Linked DNA regions of Mus musculus: region 1 is linked to region 2. A link is a contact called in public Hi-C data. All regions are on one chromosome and are shown on one strand. The core of a region is the stretch at or near the end of the contact, and the rest is flanking DNA. Distances in the headings are between cores, read along the strand shown.

Region 1 (2,700 bases), core at 156-2,655, 57 kb after region 2:
GAGGGGTGAGTCGGTTTGCTTTGGGAGCAATGTGAATTATGGCCAGAGGGCCACTGTGGCAGACCATGGTTTAGACAGCAGTGCCAGTCTGCTGTGATGCGTTCCCTTTCTCCACACTCGCCTGACTACAGTCAAAGCAAAATGGGGGTTTAGTTCCTGTCCTTTTGGATCTAGGACAGACATATTTTGTCACCTTACAAATCCAAACCCTGGGCTGGTGAGATGGCTCAGTGGGTAAGAGCACTGACTGCTCTTCCAGGACTTCAAATCCCAGCAACCACCCATAATGAGATCTGACGCCCTCTTCTGGTGCTGTCTGAAGACAGCTTCAGTGTACTTATTTATAATAATAAATAAATCTTTGAGCTTGAGAGAGCAGAGACCGAGTGAGAGGGCCGACCAGAGCAAGCAGGGTTGACTAGAGCAAGCAGAGGTCCTAAATTCAATTCCCAACGACCACATGAAGGCTCACAACCATCTGTACAGCTACAATGTACTCATATACATAAAATAAAATAAATAAACAAGTCTTAAAAAAAAAAAGAAATCCAGACCCTCTCTTTAATCCACAGAACTTTTATTTGCTAAAGATGAGCTTTGTACTGCCCTGGACATTCGGTGGGCCAAGCACCAGAGATCCTGCATTGTCTTTGGTTGTTATCCCATCAAGTTAGCCCATTAAGTGCAATGGATGGCAACAGAAGGCCATTTATTTGGCAAAGGATAGAGGAGGGAAGAAAATACCTTTCTGATATTTTCATAGAGGAATTTGAGGATTCAGAGTTTAGTCATAAATAACCAGATTAATGTGTTTAAATGCCTTAAATCACTTTAAAATTTTTCCTTGTTTTTGTATCATGTTAACAAGATCACTAAAACAGTGGATGTGAAATTCTGTTGTGGATTAAAGATCCTTCAAAAGTTTCACCCACTAATGGGAAGAGTGTTTCAGGCAATGTATAGGCAAACATGGGCCAGCTAACAGAGTGTGGGACTCTGTGTCCTGTGGTAGCCATTCTCTGTCTTAGGAGGTGGTATGAGTTACAGGCAGCTCTGTGGGGTATGTGTCTTTGTTTTGCAGGGTTTCTGTGAAAAATGACATCCAAGAAATAGCAAGTGGCATTAGGTGGTAATCCAGAGTTTAGCATGGTACCAGGCTAGGTTAGCCAGCAGTAAGGACTGCTTTTGGCCAGCTGCTCCATTTCTGGTAAGAGATTACTGCTTTATTTATTGGGGTTTTGTTGTTGTTGACTCATTACAGATAATGACTAGTTCTAGCCAAATTCTTGTCATCATTGGTGCTAAAGGCTCTTGTGACCAAAGAGCACCTGTTCTGAAAGGCTCTGTGCTCAGTGACTGATGCTCCTCTCTTCCAAAGCACTCTTCTGGTTTGTTCTTTCTTTCTCTGAAGTACCTTTAAGCATCTCTGCATGGTGACTCACTCTCTTCTAGCCTACCTCCTCCTGCCTTGCTGAATGCTAGATTTCCCAGCTCACAACTGTAAGAAGGGGCTTTATTTCAGAGTAGAAAGGGGCCCCCATATGTGGCCTATTATATCCATATCAACTTGCTTACCCTTTTCAAACAGCTATTGTCTTTTAATAGGGTCCTGCCTGGCAGGGGGAGTCCTTAATTCCTGCCATATAAGAATGGACAGCTTGAGTTACAGCGAGCTGCAGTTCGGTACTCTGATCAAAAGGCCTCTGTTGTTTTTAGAGGTTTTTTTCTCCCTCTCTCTCTTTCTTTTTCTATATCCTGGACTAATAATTCAGCACAGCAAGGTCATTACAGGCTTTGAATTGAGAGCTGAGAGTGTTAAATTACTGACCTAGAATAAAAGAGATCTGGGGGGCTCTCAAGAAAGATAAAGGGATCCCAGCTAGAAAACTGCAAAGCCAAGCAACCTCACTTCTTAACAATATTATTTTTTTAATCCTCTCTGTCTCCACGAGTCTTTTCTGGGACAAGAAAAGATCTCCTGCCAGAGAAACTAGGTCAGGAACTCAGTAACATCTCCTGAGAGATGAGGCCTAGGTGCTGGCAGCCCCTGGGTGCCTCTGTCCTCTTTGGTCTGTCTTTCCATTGTGTCAGTATTTTCCTCTCTCCTGCCTTGCCTCCTCTGTCTTCATCTTTTTCTGCTGCCCTGTCAGAATGCTGATGACTGGGTAAATGATAACTGAACAGTGGGAGCTGATTTGGCTTCTAGCTCTGCCTGGTAAGTCTGAGGGCTCTATCCACCGTGGCTTTTGCTGCATTGTAAGAAGGTGGAGACGCCATAGTGGAGAGATAGATACATAGATAAGAACAGTGATGATGGCCTGGATCCATTCATGAGAGCCGAGTCCTCATAACTAATTATCTCCTTCACTTTTCACCTCTCTATGGTGTTATATGGTGATTAAACTTCAACACAAGCATGGGGGGGTCAACACATTGAAACTATAGCACTCCCTTAGCCAACAAGTTAGCTTTTGTTAATACATTACAACATTCCAGATGAAAGATAGTATCCCACGAAGGGATTTGAAGTATATAAGAAATACACTATTTAATCTCCCCCAAATTAAAATTTTTATTACATTTATTCATTTGAATGGGGGCATGTGCATGTGGCATATATATGTGCAGAGGTCAGAAGACAGTTTGTGGAAGTCAGTTCTCTCTACAGTGCACATACTGGGAAGCAAACTCGGTCATCAG
Region 2 (2,700 bases), core at 169-2,668:
GAAATCTGCACTTTCCACACGAGCTCCTCCATGTGAAAGAAAGAACCCGTGAATCGCCAGGATCTGCAGACCGCTCTTTCTGAACCCCACCCCCTCGTCCCGCAGCCAGGGAATCGAAGAACTGGATCTCCCCCACGTGGAAAAGCCGGCGGGTGAATATAGTTGAGAGTTCAAAGATCGATCTTTGATCTTTGGGCACAAACTCAGAGGCAGCTGCTAAATCTCCGGGTGCACCCACGTTCCCAAGCTGCTGCAGAGAAGCAGATTCCACTGCAGTCCTAAGTAGACATAACAGTTGCGTCCGGGCACCGAACACGTTATTAATAAGGAGCAGATGAAGCAGCAGTGCCGCTGCCATCCGCCCAGCTCCCCGGAGGCCAAGGCCCCACTGCACGGGTCGCGAGGCTGCCTTTGGAAGTTCCCAAAGAACGCGCCCCTGCGCTTTACCCGGGCCAGAACCGATCTGAGGGAGCTTTCCAGCAGTTTCTTCCCAAAGTTCCTCCCCAACCTCTTTTCCATCGCTGTTCCCCACCCCTCCCTTGGGGAGGATCCGGGGCAGGAAGCTGATTGGCCGCAGCCAGGAGAGGGAACCCAAAACTCCACTTAGGGGAGATGCTGCACGCAAGTATGAACCAAGGACCCTCAGAGAGAGCAGGGTTTCGAGTCCGAGAAATTGCTCCCCAAGTCCATGAATCCCGGATGCTCAAGTAACTCAGATTCAGCTGGGCCCCTCTCCGCAATCCACCCAAGATCCCCCAGTCCCTGGAAAGAGAACTGTTTACAATTTATGGGTTTAGCGACCATCCTCCCCGCCTTCCTTTCTTTGCACACATTCATTCGCACGCACCAGGGACACAGAAGCCCTGCCTTAACCTGAAAGGGAACCCGCCCCTGGCTCGTTAAAGAGCAGCGATGGAAGCCGAGAGAGCGTCTTGGGTCTTCTTCCACCCGGCCCAGACTACAGCGGGGACGAGTCCCACCACCGCTGTCCCCTCTCGTGCTAGAAGAGCTGCGGGGGCTGCTATTGCTTTCCTCCGCTCGCTCTGCCAGGGTTGGTGCTCGAAGTGAGCTCGAGGGTGGGACTTCAGGCCCCAGCCTCACGGTCCCACTCCCAGGAGGCGAGTCCTGCAGCGACCAGTCTCAGGGACAAACTTTCCCGGTGGCCCGGTCGGCGCGGGCGCTGCGACGCCGCTTACCGTGTGCGCAGAGCAGGGCGCCAAGCAGCAGCGCGCCCCACCACCGCCTCATGGTGCTGCGGCCGCCGCCGGCGTTCCCTGCCGGCCCGGGGGTCCCGCGGGCTCCCAAGGGACGCCGGGGCGGAGAGAATCAGCGGAGGGTTCCCCCGGGTTGAAAAGCGTCCCGGGTCCAGCTCGGCCGGCGCGCCCTGCAAGTCGCCCTCCGGGCTGCTGCTGCCTCCTGTACTGCCGGAGTTGAAGCCGCCCCGCCAGGGGACCGGGAGGGGGTGTCCCGAGCCTGGCCGCCCCGCCTCCCGCGTCTCGGCCCCCGCCACCACCACCCCGCCTGGTCCCGCCCCCGGCTCTGGCCCGGCCCCTTCCCGCCCTCTGCCCTCGCCCCCCAGTCCCAGGACCCCACCCGCCTGTGCCTCTTGCGCTCGCCTTAGCTCCTACTCAGTCTGCCCTAACATTCCTAGCCTTCCGGAGAGAGCCCCTTATCTGTCCCCATTACTGCGACTCAAATATCCCCAGCTTAAACAGAAAATTATCGTACTGGCAACTCTCAGCCTGGGTTCATTATCGGTCCACACTAGGGAGGAGCACCCGTGCTGACCCAAGTCGCCTGGGCGTGACCCCGGCCCCCCTACCAGCTCCAACTCCAGACTTTATTGTGATGTTTCAAAAATATGCAAGGCTTGCTAGAGCATAATTCTCTCGGCCTTTATTGACACCAAACAAGGGACATCAGGGGGCCTACAGTGTTGTGTCTCAACTAGTGTTCTCACTGTCAAAAATCCCTATTCTGAAGTTTTTCTTCTTGCACCCCAGCCCCTCCCCCGGTCTAGGCAGTGTTGTTCTTGGGCTAAATAATTCGGCGACCTCCCCTTTTCATTTATTCATTTCCTGAGGTGAAGTTGTCTGGGTCCTGTCTCCCCAGTTCAAATGCCCAGATTTGGCCCAGACAATCTCAGTTCCTCCATACTGTCTGTGAATGAGCCCCTTCACCATCCTTGACTTTCTGATCCTGGCAAGAAAGGGGTAGGGGGTAAGGAAATAAGTCAGTACTTAGAGTTGCACTCTGCCAAGAAGACCTGGGCCTTCTTTCGGCTCCTGTTTGTAAGGCTTTCCAGCAGTATGAAACGTTTGGATTACGACATAAACTTCTAATCCACTCTCGATGTTATCTCTGTGGTCTTCCCCACCCTCCGCCCCTTGAATACTAGTAGTTATTTGTTCATCTTGCTGCCTCCTGTGTTCCCAGGTTGTTTTGTTGCTTTTTGCTTACACCCCCTAACTTTCTTAGGGCCTGATATATTACTTTCCCCTCAGACCTGGCCTGCCAACATTGTTTGGCTTTCATTCATCTTATCCTGGACTTAGCTGGGAGAGAAGTAATTTGGTATAGTGCAAAGTGGATATTAGGCAATTTCTCCAAATGGATAGGTTGACGTTTCATCCTTGCTTGTTTTCCATTTTTCAAAATTTTCGTTTTAAATTGCCATCTTTGACCAAAGCTAACATTAAG

The links. Hi-C and Micro-C count contacts between places; a contact is called where the count stands out from the background.
Region 1: a Hi-C map of cerebral cortex shows a contact between it and region 2, with 1.6 times the contacts expected there. The contact joins the enhancer-like site here to the promoter of Lrp4 in region 2. A contact is called at or near these places in 13 of 39 promoter capture datasets (the 3T3-L1 cell line, 3T3-L1-derived adipocytes, cancer-associated fibroblasts and 10 more), 14 of 484 Hi-C or Micro-C datasets (the HL-1 cell line, bone marrow-derived macrophages, cerebral cortex and 7 more), 8 of 115 datasets of contacts at active chromatin or transcription factors (bone marrow-derived macrophages, differentiating embryonic stem cells, embryonic forebrain and 3 more) and 3 of 9 other capture datasets (adipose tissue, liver and pancreatic islet).

What each region holds. Positions count from the first base shown.
Region 1 is chr2:91,398,761-91,401,460 of GRCm38.p6, reverse strand. The region is part of intron 2 of 1110051M20Rik (RIKEN cDNA 1110051M20 gene); the gene reads left to right. Among named protein-coding and RNA genes, the nearest start is that of 1110051M20Rik, 45 kb to the left of the region's middle. Within about 2 kb of position 1,405, at least 36 of the 459 cell types and tissues checked have an H3K27ac peak or open chromatin away from gene starts, as enhancers often do. A contact at or near this core is called in cerebral cortex and pancreatic islet, where this site is marked.
Region 2 is chr2:91,456,249-91,458,948 of GRCm38.p6, reverse strand. It overlaps Lrp4 (low density lipoprotein receptor-related protein 4), which reads right to left and starts at 1,418. Exons shown (of 38, transcript NM_172668.3): 1 at 1,197-1,418. The coding sequence starts at 1,248.